2 separate regions of the Sus scrofa genome follow, and region 1 is linked to region 2. The links are chromatin contacts, called in public Hi-C maps. All regions are on one chromosome and are shown on one strand. Each heading gives the region's core, a stretch centred on a gene start, on an enhancer-like site or on the middle of the called end of the contact. The rest is flanking DNA. Distances are from core to core; before and after follow the strand shown. Region 1 holds the start of FOXI3 (forkhead box protein I3). Region 2 holds the start of RPIA (ribose 5-phosphate isomerase A).

Region 1 (7,079 bases), core at 4,522-7,021, 200 kb before region 2:
TAAAAGTCCATACGATTTTTTTCACATAGAAAAATATCCATAGAAATTGGGGTTTTGTACACACAATACGGGGGGTAGTCTCTTTGGTTGCCTGCCTGCATAATACTTAAAAAGTAATGGTGAATGGTAATGTTATTTTTACCTCAGCTGGCTATTCCTAAAAAACAATTTCCTGTATGTATATTTCAAAATGAAAATGTAACAGTAATGCTGTAAGAGTGGTAAAAAAGAATACACAGGGGAAAGTTAAAAGTTTTTTTTACAATGTACTTGTGTTCTTTTCTAAAAACATTAAAACCCCAAACCAGCAACGCTCCTATCAAAGACTGAACATGGCACAAAGGCGATTCACAGGACGCTATTTTCATCTTAATGCATTCTTATTCCAGTACAATCAACAATTGTCATCAATTTAATTCACACTTTTTGGAGAAGTTCAAACGGTGGCTGAGTGTCTGCCATGTACCAGGCACTCTGCTGGGCACTTGGGTGCTGGGGGAAAGGGGTGACCATAAAAACACTATTCAAATGAAGATATCTCTTCAGGAGTAAAAGGGAGTGCTAAAAATAAATTACATTAAAAAATTCTTTTGATCACAAATGTTTTATTAAAAAACTATAAAAATTCCATTTAAAAACTATTATTAATCAAAACTCTAAAACTGTTGAAAAGATGACAAATCCAGGACGTGTGCTAGAAGGGACAGGACGTCAAGTTAACTAGGACAATGGTCACCCCAGACCTCAGAAATATGGCAGCAGAAATAGGGCAGAGGTGGTGACCATCCCCACCGCTCAGAGGGACATCTCAAGTGATATTTTTCATCCAGAATCTTTGGTCACGTGAAATCCAGTTCATTCCTACTCCTTATGCACTATGTCTGCCTGTGCACGTCGGCACCTTTGTTTTTCAGGAACTGGAACACAAAGCTTACCAGCATCAATTCTGGAGCCAGATCGCCTCAACTGGCTCCTGGCTGGCTCCAGGACTTACTATGTGGCCTTGGGCAAGTAACCTAACCTCTTAGTGTTTTCCTGCCCTCATACAGAAAATGAAGGGTAGTAATAATCCCTATCTCCCAAGGTTGTTGTGAGAATTAAATGAGTCAATCCGCGTCAAGTGTCTAGAACACTGCCTAGCATGCAGCACTTGGTTGGGCGGTTTTATGGCTATTAGGGTCTACCTGGTACCTGACACTGGGCATAAACAGAAGTGATGTGCGAGCCTGATGGAGCTCAAGGATTTGTGGCGGTTCCTAGCACAGTATCTGAGAAACTTCCATTAGCCACAAAGAAGACTATGGAGGTTTCCTCTAAAATTCCAGCTCTCTGACTTTTCCAGAAAAATCAGAATGCTGCCAGGAAGAAGATAACCAGCTGCCCATAGCAGCCTTCAGCTGGTCAGTCCCAACTTCTCCCTACTGCTTCCATTGCCAACTGTTACCTTTTTTTCCTTTCCTGTAATTTCATTCACTTGTTTGTTTGTTTTTTTTTAAAGCTGATCCCTGAACACATTTGAGCTTGTAACAGTGATGAACAAACAGACATGGTCCCTGCTCTCACCGGGCTCCCAAGTAAGATCCCAGAACAGAGCTGGATTTCTCTCCAGGGAGGCCCCTATCCAGAAAAAACCTGTGGAAAGCTTGCCAAGTTACAGAAAGACTTCTCTACTGTACCCACGCTGCTAGTAGCATTGTTGGTGGCCTGAGAGCTAAGCCAGGAGCTCCGGAGAAATGCAGTCTTAGTTCCTGCCCCAGACCTGCCACCTTGCAATCTGCATTTTAACAAGATCTCAAGTGTGGGAGTTCCAGTGGTGAAGCAGCGGAAACAAATTCGACTAGGAACCATGAGGTTTCAGGTTCGATCCGTGGCCTCGGTCAGTGGGTTAAGGATCTGGCATTGCCGTGAGCTGTGGTGTAGGTAGCATCCTGCCTTGCTGTGCTGTGGCTGTGGTGTAGGCCAGCAGCTGTAGCTCCGATTGGACCCCTAGCCTGGGAACCTCCATGCCGCAGTGCGGCCCTAAAAAGACCAAAAAATAAAAATAAAAAAAAAGATCTCAAGTGTGCATATTCAGGTCTAAGAAACACGCTGTGCTCTATACCTCAGAGCCCTCTCGGGGGTAGATGAGGCTGTTGACCACGCTGAAGTTGTAGAAAGGGCTGCCAAAGGGGCCGCTTTGCCCCCCACTGGTGCTGGCCGGGAAGGGACTATAATAGGAAGATCTCTGGCTGCTGCTGTTGCCCGTGCTGTGACTTAGCTGCAAGGTGTCTGGAGAGGCGTCCGAGCCGGAGCTGGGGGGGAATGTGCCGCTGGAGGGCACCTGGGCCCCCTGGATCCCTAGGTGGCGGCCACCCGGGAGCGCTCGCTGGGTGCTTGCACTGCTGCTGACGCTTAGGGTGCCGAGGCTGCTGAAGAAGCTGTTCAGGCAGGGGGTAGAAGAGAGCAGGGACCCTCCAGGGGAGGAGGCAGTACTCTTGGTGCCCTCAGGAGGTTCCGGGGACTGGGAGGGTCTCAGCAACGCAGAGGCGCTGTCCCCTTCCGGCTTTCCCCCTACTCCAGACCCCAGTCCTGGGGAGAGCCCCTCTTCAGATTTGGATGTCCCATAGCTACCGCGGGGGTGTTACTGGCTTCCGAGCGGCGCTTTCGCTTCCGACGGAAGTTCCCGTTGTCAAACATTTTCTCACAGTTGGGATCCAGGGTCCAGTAATTCCCCTTCCCTAAGGAAACAAGAAAGATGGCTGAGTTAGGGGTGGACCACGAATTGGGCTTCTGATCTGAGAGGAGGGGGGCAGGCACTCAAACTGACAAAGAGGCTCAATCCATTCTGCTGTTTAAATGTATTTTGGGGGGAAGATTGCACTAAACCTGAGCCTCCCTTTCCTTATCTCTAAAAATAGGGGTTGGCTGTGAGGGTTAATGATAGATCTCTGCCAAGTGGCCAGCACACAGGAAAAGCAGTGGAAAAACAATTATCTGTTATCATTATCATTGGCTGAAAGGGGACAATACCTGCCCCTAAAAATACTCCACTGGAAAGAGGCGACCTCAAATACACAACCTTCTGCCTTGCAAGGCATCTCTTTGGAGTACCAGGAAGCTCCATGCACCCTCCTCACCTAGGGCAGGAGGTGCCCCCTTGTCTCTTCCAAGCTTTTCCTTCACTCCGCTAACTTCAGAGATCAGGGCCACATTTGATGCTCGCAATGCCAGCCTTCTGCTTAGATAATTTCCCTCACTATCTAGCACAATGGGAGTAAAAAAGATCTATCATCTAGGAGGATTTTATCTCCCAACAGCTTTTTTTTTTCACATCCAGTAAAAAGAATCTTTGGCATCTGAAAGTACTGTAAAGCCCTTATCTTGGAGTGAGTTCTCCGCCTGGATAATGTTATTCCTCACGGGTCTTTTTTTTCAGCCAGAGAAACTGAGGGACAGATTGGCTAGTAACCTTCCATCTTCCCAGGCATCGATGGTAGGGGCCAGAGGTTTAAGCAGGTTGGCTCTGGACTCAGTATCTTTTTTCTTTTTTCTTTTTTTTTGCTCTTTCGGGCTACACCTGCAGCATATGGAAGTTCCCAGACCAGGGGTCGAATGGGAACTGCAGCTGTTGGCCACAGCCACAGCAACACAGGATCCAACCTACACCACGGCTCAACCCACTGAGTAAGGCTAGGGATGGAACCCACATCCTCATGGATACTAGTTGGGTTCGTTATCGTTGAGCCACAACAGGAACTCCCTGGACTCAGCATACTTGACCACTGTATTGCTCTGCTTCCACACTTCCACATTAGCACACTTCTTCACATCCATTACCTCCACCAACACATTTTCTGCAAGGAGTTGAACAACTATCTAAATAATCATCTAAATAATATCATGGAACAACTATCAATACCTACACCTCTCAGGTTATTTCCATTGTGTCACCTCAAGCCCTTTGACAAAAGGCATAGCTAGAGATCCTTGACTTTTTAGGAAATCCAGAACTATGCAGGGAAATTTCCATGATCATCTTTGATAATTTAGAGGCCAAATATGGAAGATGCATCTTCTAGAACTGCACTCCTTGTCCAGTACAGTAATCACTCACCACACTTGGCCTTTGGGCATCTGAAAAGTTGCTAGTTCCAAATGAGATGCGGTGTAAAACACACACACAGAATTTTGAAGACTTAGAATCATGTCAAGTATCTCACTAGTAATTTTTTTATATTTGTTAAATGCTGAAACAATTACCTCCAAAAAATTAGAAATTATTTCACCAGGTTCTTTTTACTTTTTTCACGTGGCTTCTAGAAAATTTACAATCATTATGTGGTTTATATTGTATTTCATCTGGAAAGCCCTGCTCTAGAATAACTTTAGGTACAAATACTCCAGAGCAGTTACATAATTTACACAAAGTCTTGGCTTTCTGTGGAGTCCAAATGCAACAGTTTTATTTCTCTTCTCTTTTTCTGCTCACAACTCTTCCCCCACCTCCCTTGTCCTGGGCTCCTTCTGCAAACCTGCAGGAGGGCTGTTTCTCTCATTGTTGAACTTGTCTCTACCTCATCCCTCAACTAAGAGGGAAAGCCCTCCTCAGCTTAGATCAGAACGAAGTCTACTTGGGATTTTCATGTCGGCACTTCTAAAACAGTTAAAGTTCCCAAACCACAATGCGCAGGACCCCTCGGCTCCGGTCTCAGGACGCCTGTGCCACCACCTTCGAATTCTCCCTCTCCAGGTAGGCGCAGGTCTCGGTTAAGAAGCGCACGGGGAGTCTCTCGCGAACCCGAGGCAGGAGAGGTGCATCGCCGGACAGCTGGAGTGTCCGGCTGCTCTAACGCTTGGTCTCCCCCCACCTCTCTCGTGAAAAGTGATGGGATTCTCAGCTCATCCCAATCTCTTTATAGCCGTCCCTTATCTGAGAACTCGTCCCGTGCACTTTTTTTCCTAATCTACCTCCCTATTCCTAATTGACCCTCCCTTCCAAAGGCCTGATGAACAGCCAGGGGAAGATTCAAGGCTTTTTCCATTTTCCCTAACTCACCAGCCGCTGTGGGAGGCGGGAATGGGTGAGGGACCCGCCGGCAAGCACTTGTCTGCCCTTACCTGGGTCGTCCTCGTCGCGGGGCACCTTCTTGAAGCAGTCATTGAGCGACAGGTTGTGGCGGATGGAGTTCTGCCAGCCGGCCTTGCTGCGCTGGTAGAAGGGGAAACTGTCGGCCACGAACTGGTAGATATGGCTGAGCGTGAGCTTGCGCTCGGGCGCGCTCTGGATGGCCATGGCGATGAGCGCCGAGTACGAGTAGGGTGGCCGCACCATCTTCATCAGATCCTCGCGGCTGGCCATGGACAGCCAGCCCAGCTCCCCGGGCGCCGCGGGCCCCGCGGGCGAGGCGGGCGCGGCGGACGCGGATTGCGCGAAGGGCCGCTGCGCGCAGCCGAAGGTGCTGGCGGCGGTCGGCGGCTGCAGGAAGGGACCCGGCGCGCCCCCGGGGGGCGGCGGCGGCGGCGGGGGGGCGCCTAGGTACGCGGCGGCAGCGGCGGCGGCGGCGGGGGGACCGCCCACCGCCGGCCCGTTGAGCCACAGGTAGGGGTTGGCGGCGGCAGCCGGCGGTGCGGCGTAGTCGGTCAGTCCGTAGGGCGCTCGAGAGGGCGGAGGGGCGCCCGGGGCAGTGGCGGCGGTGGCCGGGGGCAGGCCGGGCTGAGAGTACACGCCGAAGTTGTCGCCGCAGTAGAGAGCCATGTCGGTGGCCGTCGGCGGGTGCGGCGCGGCGGCGGCGAGGGGCGAGCGGGGCTGATCTCGCCGCTCGGGCGAGAGCATCCCTTTGGGGGCCAACCCTGCGGCCCCGCCTCAGCCCTCACTTGGCGACCGGTGTCCGGGACGGGGGAGCAGGAGGAAGGCGGGCCGGTGCACGCGGAGCGCCGGCGAGCCGGCTTCTTATAACCGTCCGCTGCGCGTCTCCTCCCGGGCTGGTCCCGGGGCTGGGCGGCGGCCCGCGGGCCCCGGCTCTCCACGCCCCCGCCACGCCCCACCTGCCCGCGCGTCCCGGCAAAGAGCGCGGAAACCTCGCGCCGCCCGCCGTGCCCGCCCCGCCCCTGCGGCCCCTCCTCGCTCCCCGGGCGGAGGGAACCGGGGCGGCTGGAGCCTCCAGAATTCAGGAGAACGGCTCCCCATTCCTAACCATCGCGTTCTCAACACGATAACGAAATAAAATAACAAATATCAAAACAAAGAGAAGATTACCAAAACAGTACAACTATTTTCGAAAAAGTGTAAGTTCACTTTGGTGGCCGCCTTGGCCACCTGCCGAGCCCCCTTTGGTATTTCGACCTCGAGCTTCTACACCTTTTGTGATCGAGTTGCAGGATTCACGTCCGGTCTCGACTGATCGGCTCCCAGTCGAAAATAATAGACGTGATTTACAAGTCTTTGGGGGCACAGGATAGATACCGAGGAGCATCCCTTCTCCTAGGGGATTCTTGGAAGGGAGGGACTGAAATTGGTTTTTAATTTCTCTAACCACGTCTCTAAACATAACGTTAGGTTCGTGTGCATTCGGGAAGCGTCTGTTCATATTAGGTTCCGTTTGCACAGTCTTTTCGTGTGATTTGTTGCCTTCCAAACCGAAGAGTGAACATTTTCAAAGACATTTAAATAAGTGGGTTCGGAATTAGCATTTTAAAGCCAACTGTAATTTAAACTGTGCAAGAAGGGCTCATTTTCAAAAAACGGTCTTAACGAATTTTGGCTTAAGACTTGCCCTCTTCTGTTTTGTAAGTTTTCAAATGCGGCTCCTGCCTGGAAAAACAAACAAAACCAGTAAAATACTGTTGCGACCCCACATGCCACGCAATCATTATATATTGGCTCCGAACAATAAGAAAAGTGTTTTCTTTTACAATTAAAACGATTCCGAAGTACGTTCTTAACAAGTGACAGGTCTGCGATTCTTGTTTAATGGAGAGGGGAGGGGGAAAAGGATTTTTTTCTATTTGCAATTGCAGACTGAAGGTCAAAATATTTAAAAATTCGGAAACTTCCCCCACCCCCGCCCGGCATTTGGTTTCACGGCAAAGTTAGTTATGTG
Region 2 (6,998 bases), core at 1,959-4,458:
TGCTGGTTTACACAACAGCCACAGCAATGCCAGATCTGAGTCACATCTGAGAACTACACCACAGCTCACACTGAGGAAGGCCAGGGATTGAACCTGCACCCTCATGGATACTAGTCAGATTCATGCCGCTGAGACACCATGTGAACTCCTAACTCCAGTAAACTTCTGATGGAGAAACTTGAATTGGAGAGAGACTGCTTCCAAAAGGATGCAGAAGGGGCCACAAATTTGACTACGGAGGCCCTCAAATGTGCAGAGAATAACTGTAGCGAGGCTCTACATTTTTTTTTCTGCATTGTAGCTAGAACTTTGAGCTGATTTCCAAATTGTGCCTAAAGAGCAGGATTCAAATACTACCTCAAATAACTTTTCCTTCTGCAGGTCAAGGTGGAGGCTGTTGAACTACTGATGAGTGACTGTAATGGGATCACTACTGGGGCTGCAAACAGAAGCTTTATTTAGGGGCTTAAGAATTGCAACTCAAGAGACACAGATTCAGGTAAAATTGAAATTGTTATGGAGAAGAGAAAGAGCCAGGAGATAATACAGACAAAAGCCACAAGGTTGTTAAAGTTGTCTAGCCAAACTGTACTTGAGGAGTTCCCCTTGTGGCTCAGCAGGTTAAGCACCGAACTAGTACCCATGAGGATGTGGGTTTGATCCCTGGCCTTGCTTAGTGGGTTAAAGGATCTGGCACTGCCACAAGCTGTGGCTTAGGCTGCAGGTGTAGCTTGGCTCTGGCGCTGCTGTGGCTGTGGTATAGGCTGGTGGCTATGGCTCTGATTTGACCCCTAGCCTGGGAATCTCCATATGTCCTGGGTGCAGCTCTAAAAAGAAAACAACAACAAAAAATTGTACTTGACTCTGATGCAGGTAAGGAAATATTTGTCCTTAAATAAGCTGTCATGAGTCATTTTAGGGTAAGGGTCTCAATAAGCAGATAGGCTGTCAGGACTTATGGTAAGGGTTGAGTAAGTATCCAGAATTTCTGGCAGATGTCCTGAATGTGTACTTTAAGACAGAAAATGGTTAGCTAATTTTCTTTTTCTTCTTTCTTATGGCTGCACCTGCTTCATATGGAACTTCCCAGGCTAGGGGCTGAATCGGAGTTGTAGCTGCAGGCCTAAGCCACAGCTATAACAACATGGGATCCCAGCTGCATCTGCGACCTATGCTGCAGCTTGTGGCAGCACTGGATCCTTGAACCACTGAGCGAAGCCAGGGATCAAACCTGCATCCTCACGGACACTATGGGGTTCTTAACCTGAGCCACAATGGGAAATTCCAGAAAGTGGTTAGCTTATAAGTGCATAACTCACCTTGTCCCAGTGGCCTCCTGGCTCCATTTTGGAGAGCTCTCTTACTAATGCCCACTCCATTTTGATTTTCCTTGCACATGGTCCAAGGGCTGACAGCTTCAGGAGGCATGGCAAAGGAAGCCCAGGTCACCAGGGTGATGACAGTGGCTTATTACTGGTGCTTTGCACACAGAAGAGGGAGAAGACCTGAAATGGTTTGGAAATAAGGTCATAGTAGACAAGGGATTCCACCAACATGGAGGAACAGCACAAAGGCTAGTTCTTTTTATAGACCTCCAAGTAGTCAATATGAATGGAGTCAGAAAAAGCTTTCTTACCTATAAAATAGGGACAGAAAGAATTCTCTCACCCCACAGAGGTCCTGTTGTGGTTCTTCAGATTAAGAACCTGACTAATATCCATGAGGACGTGGGTTCAATTCCTGGCCTCGCTCAGTGAGAGCTGTGGTATAGGTTGCAGATGAGGCGCGAATCCATGTTGCTGCATAGGCATCAGTGTAGACGGGCAGCTGAGCTCTGATTAGACCCCTGGCCTGGTAACTTACATATGCTGCAGGTGCAGCCCTAAAAAGAAAAGAAAAAAAATCCTTCCACCCTAGAGTTCCCGCTGTGATGTGGCAGGTGAAGCTGACTGTGGCAGCTTGGGTTGCTGCAGAGGCATGGGTTTGATCCCTGGCCAGATGCAGTGGGTTAAAGGATCCATCATTGCTGCAGCTCCAGCTCAGATAACAACAACAACAACAAAGAGTTCTTCCATCTTTACCATGCTCTGTAAGTAAGAACAGGACGAAGAATCTCATTTATCACCCAGTTACACAAAAGGTTAAGCCTCAACTCTGCAGTTGCCCCACTAACAGTTCACCCTAAGCGGAATTCAGGGTAGAGAAAAACTGGATGAAGCCTTCTGTGTTTTGGATACATGGCCCCTAGACAAAGATATGTATCTAAGGAAGAATTTCAATGACGCTAGATTCCTGCATCCTCCCATACTTGGGAAAGCACTAAAATCATTAACTTGAACTACCTGGGTTTTTTTGATGGTAAGTAGTCAAGATGTATGCTTGACTACATTTCATAGACCAAAAATTCATATACATACTGGCTCCTCCTCTATCTCTTGTAGAGTTCCAAAGAGCTGAGAGATTATTTCCCAGGCTATAGTCCCTAGTAACATCCCAGAATAAAACTGAAACTCACTGCTCTTACATTGTGCGTGTAGTCTTTTTTTCCTTCTTTTCACCTACATCAAGACACTTTACAGGTAGAGGAGAAACTAGAAAAGTGGAAGTCCTTTTTAAGTCAAGAAGGACTGCGGGGTTTCTGCGGGTCGCATGTTATCTGCGAGGCTAGGGCTCTATCTGGAGGAAACCTTGCCATCCATATGCATAACAACATCTAAGTCTGGGGGTCCGAAATTTGTAGTCCCGGGCCTGCGGGGTCTAAGGATGGACTAAAACGGGAGTCAGGAGCCCCCAGGTGCGTTTCCCTGTGGAGCCAGTATAGAGAAGGCACTCCCGAAATGAGGTCTCCGGAAGTGCGACTGCCTCCAGCCTCGTCCACGGCCACGTTCTTACTTCTGGGAAAAACAACAGGGTCATACCTACACCCACTTCTCAGATGCGCGGACAAACAAAAAAAACCTGAAAGAATGACCCAAACTCGGCTACACGGGCGGTACAAGTCGCGCAAAGCCTGTCGCCCGAGATTTGCGCACCCGGTCGCGGAGCATTGTGGGGCCGGTGGTCCAGGCTGGGGCGCGGCTTCCGGCCGCCGAAGCCGTAGAACCACATTTCCCAGCAAGGCCTGCGCCGCAGCGACGCGGATCTAGTACGTATGCTATCAGACTTCCGGTGGAGCCGGGGGCGGGTCTGTGGTGGAGGCTGGAGCGAGGCGGCGGGATGCAGCGCCCCGGGCCCTTCAGCACCCTCTACGGGCGGGTCCTGGCCCCGCTGCCCGGGCGGGCTGGGGGCGCGGCCTCTGGCGGAGGCGGGAACAGCTGGGGCGTCCTGGGTTCGCACGTGCAGCCTCCGGGACGCGCGCAGTTCGGCGTTGGCAGCACTAGTACCAGCAGTGGGGACGCTAACAGCGTCTGCCCGGCCCCCTCCACGATGTCCAAGGCCGAGGAGGCCAAGAAGCTGGCGGGCCGCGCGGCCGTGGAGAACCACGTGAGGGTAAGCAGCTCGGGGCATGGGGCGTCTGTGCTTGGCCTGAAGGGCTCCTGCTGAGCGTTCTGGGCACTGTCGGGCGCGACTAGTTCCTGGCACAGCGGGGGTTTCGGGAGAGGGCAGAGGGTGCGCACTTTACCCGGGTTTACATCTGTTTAAAGGCTTTTTAGATGTGGAATCATTTGTGGGCAAGTCCCGTAAAAGTTGAGCTATTGAAAGAACTCCTTGCCAGGGCAGATAACTGTTTGCAAAGTGGAGGCTGGTGGTGTCTGATGTTTGGAGTGGATTTAGGAGGGACTTAACCTGTGGCTTCCTTGTCAGATGGAGAGGTCGTCATTTCTCTTCACCGCCCTGGGAAGTAGGTGGGGAGCTGACTTGAAAGGTGTTTTGAAATTTTACCCGAAGGAGGAGCTTGATTCGGTGCGCCCTTGTTCCTGAATGTACTCGCGGGAGGGAAGTGGAGACCGAGCATAAGGGGAAACTCGGGGCTTTAAACTTCCTCCCTTTGACAGGGCCCGAGTGGACACTTGAAAGCCTAGAGGACCCTGTTCTTTAGGGCGGGAGTGTGGAGATGTTTAGCTGTTTCTTGGTGAGGTCATGGCCCCACTTGTTTGCTAAGTGACGGGTGTGGTTCTCTTGGTGGAGTCTTTTAACCTAAGTGGATTTGCTGTCAACAATGAGGTTAATTATCTTAATTATAAGACTTCGGGAGCCCAGAGGCAAGTGGAGTATCTCTATCCTTAGGTGGAGTTTCCTTGGCTTTATTGGCTTTTTGTCTTTTCTGCTTCTTGGAAAGAGGTATCAGATTCCCTTTTCTCTAATGGTGGTTCTTTATTCTTTGCATTTGATAATGCTTTAGTGTACAAGATTATTTTGCCTAGATGTTCCATCCTCCCACAGCCTGGCTAAATGGGAGGGGCCTGCCCTGTAGGAGGAATGACCAAGGAACTTACAGGACCCAAACCCTGTGGCTCCTGTTCTAGTGCCCTTCCACCACTCCCACGGCCACCCTGTTATGGTGTAATAATCTGGTTAGCAATAGGATTTTCTGTGGGAGTTCACAGAGATAATGTGAAATGTGTAACCTGGTTCTGCTTTTGGGTTTCAGTGCCTCAGCTGCAAAATGGGGACCATAAGCTGAAATTTCGAAATGCCTGGATAAAGTGAGTGGTAATGGATAAATGAAGTCTATATAGATAGGCAAGTTCCATATATTAGATTTCTTATTAACCTGTTTACATTACCATTTGGTAGCATGTATCTCTCTGACTGTAGTTTTGTTATTATGTATTTGGTTAAATAAAAATTTGCAAGTCCCCTCCTCAGGCCAGAGCCCCACAACACTGGATTCCAGCCACATTCCCCGAAGTTCCAGGCGATCCTGGGGAGAGCTTTACTGGTCGTTTGGGGGCAGTCTCAGTTACACTCACTTTCCTTTGCAAACTTCTTTCCTGAGATGCCAGTATTACTTGAATTTTGTATGTTCTGTCTTCAGCATTGATTCATTCACTTCATTCCTGTGCTTGGTATTTGTTGAGTGTGTCAAGCAGTTGATGTGGTGGCCAGAAATGTGGCTAAAGGAGGGAGGAGGGCAGGCTGGTCCCGAATATTTTGCAAACAAGATAATTTAATTCAAAGCCTTTCATTTATTGAGTATAATCATGTACCTAATTGTCAAGGTTTAGCTGCCCTCACCAGAGGATATCCTTTTTTTCATCTAAGGCCAAGTTTTCCTCTAGCACTTCGTGTCTTGAAATTATGTACTCATTACCCAACTCAGGCTTGGCTGCTGACCCCTGGAAAGACAAGTGTTGGTTGTAAAGAAAGGGTTGTTTTGTTCTGGATGCTGGCAACCTGGGGAGGAGGACTCCCAGAACCAAGTCCCAAGTTTCTGCTTGGCCAGGAAAGTTTTTTAAGGGAGAAAGGGGAAGTTAATTGCAGGTAATCATTTGGGGGGGGGTCAGAGTCTTATTTTCCACTGTGGGCAGACTTTCCTTAGATTGGTTGATGGTGAGCTAATAACGGCAGTATTGCAAGACCCTCCTGCTCAGCCTGAAGTTACCATCCTTCACCTGAGTGGAGGCCTTAGATCCTGCGGAAGAATTCCAGAATAAGTTATGTATATTTTCTGGACCTGGCACTATTGTTTCTGGACTGTTCCTCCTTGGTTTCTGCATTTCCTCCCTTCCCTGATTAGCAATTGTTTGAATCTGCCCTTTGGAACTCAGGGAAGATCTGGGAAGCAGAATGAAGCCTACTTCCTGCAAACCAGAAGGAGCGGATGTGGAAAGGATTTGTACCCAGGAGGGCCCCGAAAGATCCTGCTCAGTTTCATACTCATGTTAGTGTTCGTTTATGGAGGTAGGTTGTACTGGGTCCTTTTGGTTCCACCTTTGGATACCCTGAGAACGGACCCTTCCTGTTGATTTATCAACTTCCTAGGTTATGCTCTCTCTGTGGCCAGACGACTGCAGTTGCCCTTTTCTTGTCCCCTCTGTCGACCACCCAAATGGTGCTTTAGCATCTTCTGAAGCTTTCATCTGCCCTTGTCACAGTGCCCCTCAGGTGGCTTCATCCCCACCTCCATAGGACACATGGAGAACAGCTGGTAAAAGCCAGGTGCCGAGCCATTTGGAGTGGATACACAGACTGGTTCTTAAGCCCACATTCTTGTTCCCTTCTGTGCTCTCTTCTCATGGAGCGTGAGTTTTAATATTACTACCTTCACCTAGAATGCTCTTTCTTGTCCACTGCTTTTGCCTGTGAAAATCATATATATCCTTCAGAATTTGGTTCCAAGGCCATTTCTTCCTCAAAGTTCTTCCTTGGATTTGTAGGGAGAGGAATTATCCTTTAATTCTGTAGCACTCTGTCTGTACCTCTTCGGTGCCTTATGCTGGTGTCTTTATGTTCTAGTTGTGTGTGTGTGTCTGTCTGTGTCTGTCTCCGTCTCCCAGTCCCTTGAAGAGTAAGCTTCCAGATGTAGTTAACTTTATATTCATTCAGTGTTGGTCACAGTGGGGCCAGGCCAGTAAATGTTGAATGAATTGTGTGGAGTGTGGACACAAATATGGGGGTGTGGGATGAATCTCTGGGGTCTAGCCAAGGAAGGAGCCTTGCACAGAGCCTGTGTGACTTGCCGAGTTCATCTGTGTGCCACCTGCCTGCTGGGTGACATGAGTGTATGGCAGATGAGGTAATGAGTGACCTGGCAGTTGAATTACTGTGTAGCTAAGAGTGTTCAGCCTCAGCTCAGGTGTGAAGTCAGGCTGAGCCTATCTAGTCAGGGCACATTCTTGTTTTCTGATATTCAGCTGTTTTGCATTGTGACATAGCACTCCTGGTCTTGAAGACCTTGCTGTTGAGGTTTGCCTTGTTTTGCTGCTTCAGTGGCTGTTGGAAGCCTGGGCATCTGGAGGGCATCTGACAGGTGGAGTCTGGACCTAGCACAAGCTCTCTTTTAAGACCCCTTGGTGTTATTTGGTGATTTTGGAACTTTGAGCTGGTAAAAGTGA

The links. Hi-C and Micro-C count contacts between places; a contact is called where the count stands out from the background.
Region 1: a contact with region 2 is called in a Hi-C map of psoas muscle, with 2.1 times the contacts expected there. The contact joins the promoter of FOXI3 here to the promoter of RPIA in region 2. A contact is called at or near these places in 2 of 47 Hi-C or Micro-C datasets (embryonic fibroblasts and psoas muscle).

What each region holds. Positions count from the first base shown.
Region 1 is chr3:57,585,361-57,592,439 of Sscrofa11.1, reverse strand. It overlaps FOXI3 (forkhead box protein I3), which reads right to left and starts at 5,771. Exons shown (of 3, transcript XM_021088419.1): 1 at 5,098-5,771; 2 at 2,607-2,717; 3 at 2,074-2,604. The coding sequence starts at 5,734. The coding sequence ends at 2,096.
Region 2 is chr3:57,383,119-57,390,116 of Sscrofa11.1, reverse strand. RPIA (ribose 5-phosphate isomerase A) reads left to right here and starts at 3,208. Exons shown (of 9, transcript NM_001097495.1): 1 at 3,208-3,489. The coding sequence starts at 3,217. It overlaps LOC102164763 (a long non-coding RNA gene), which reads right to left and starts at 3,023. Exons shown (of 5, transcript XR_001306050.2): 1 at 2,919-3,023; 2 at 1,637-2,087; 3 at 1,320-1,505.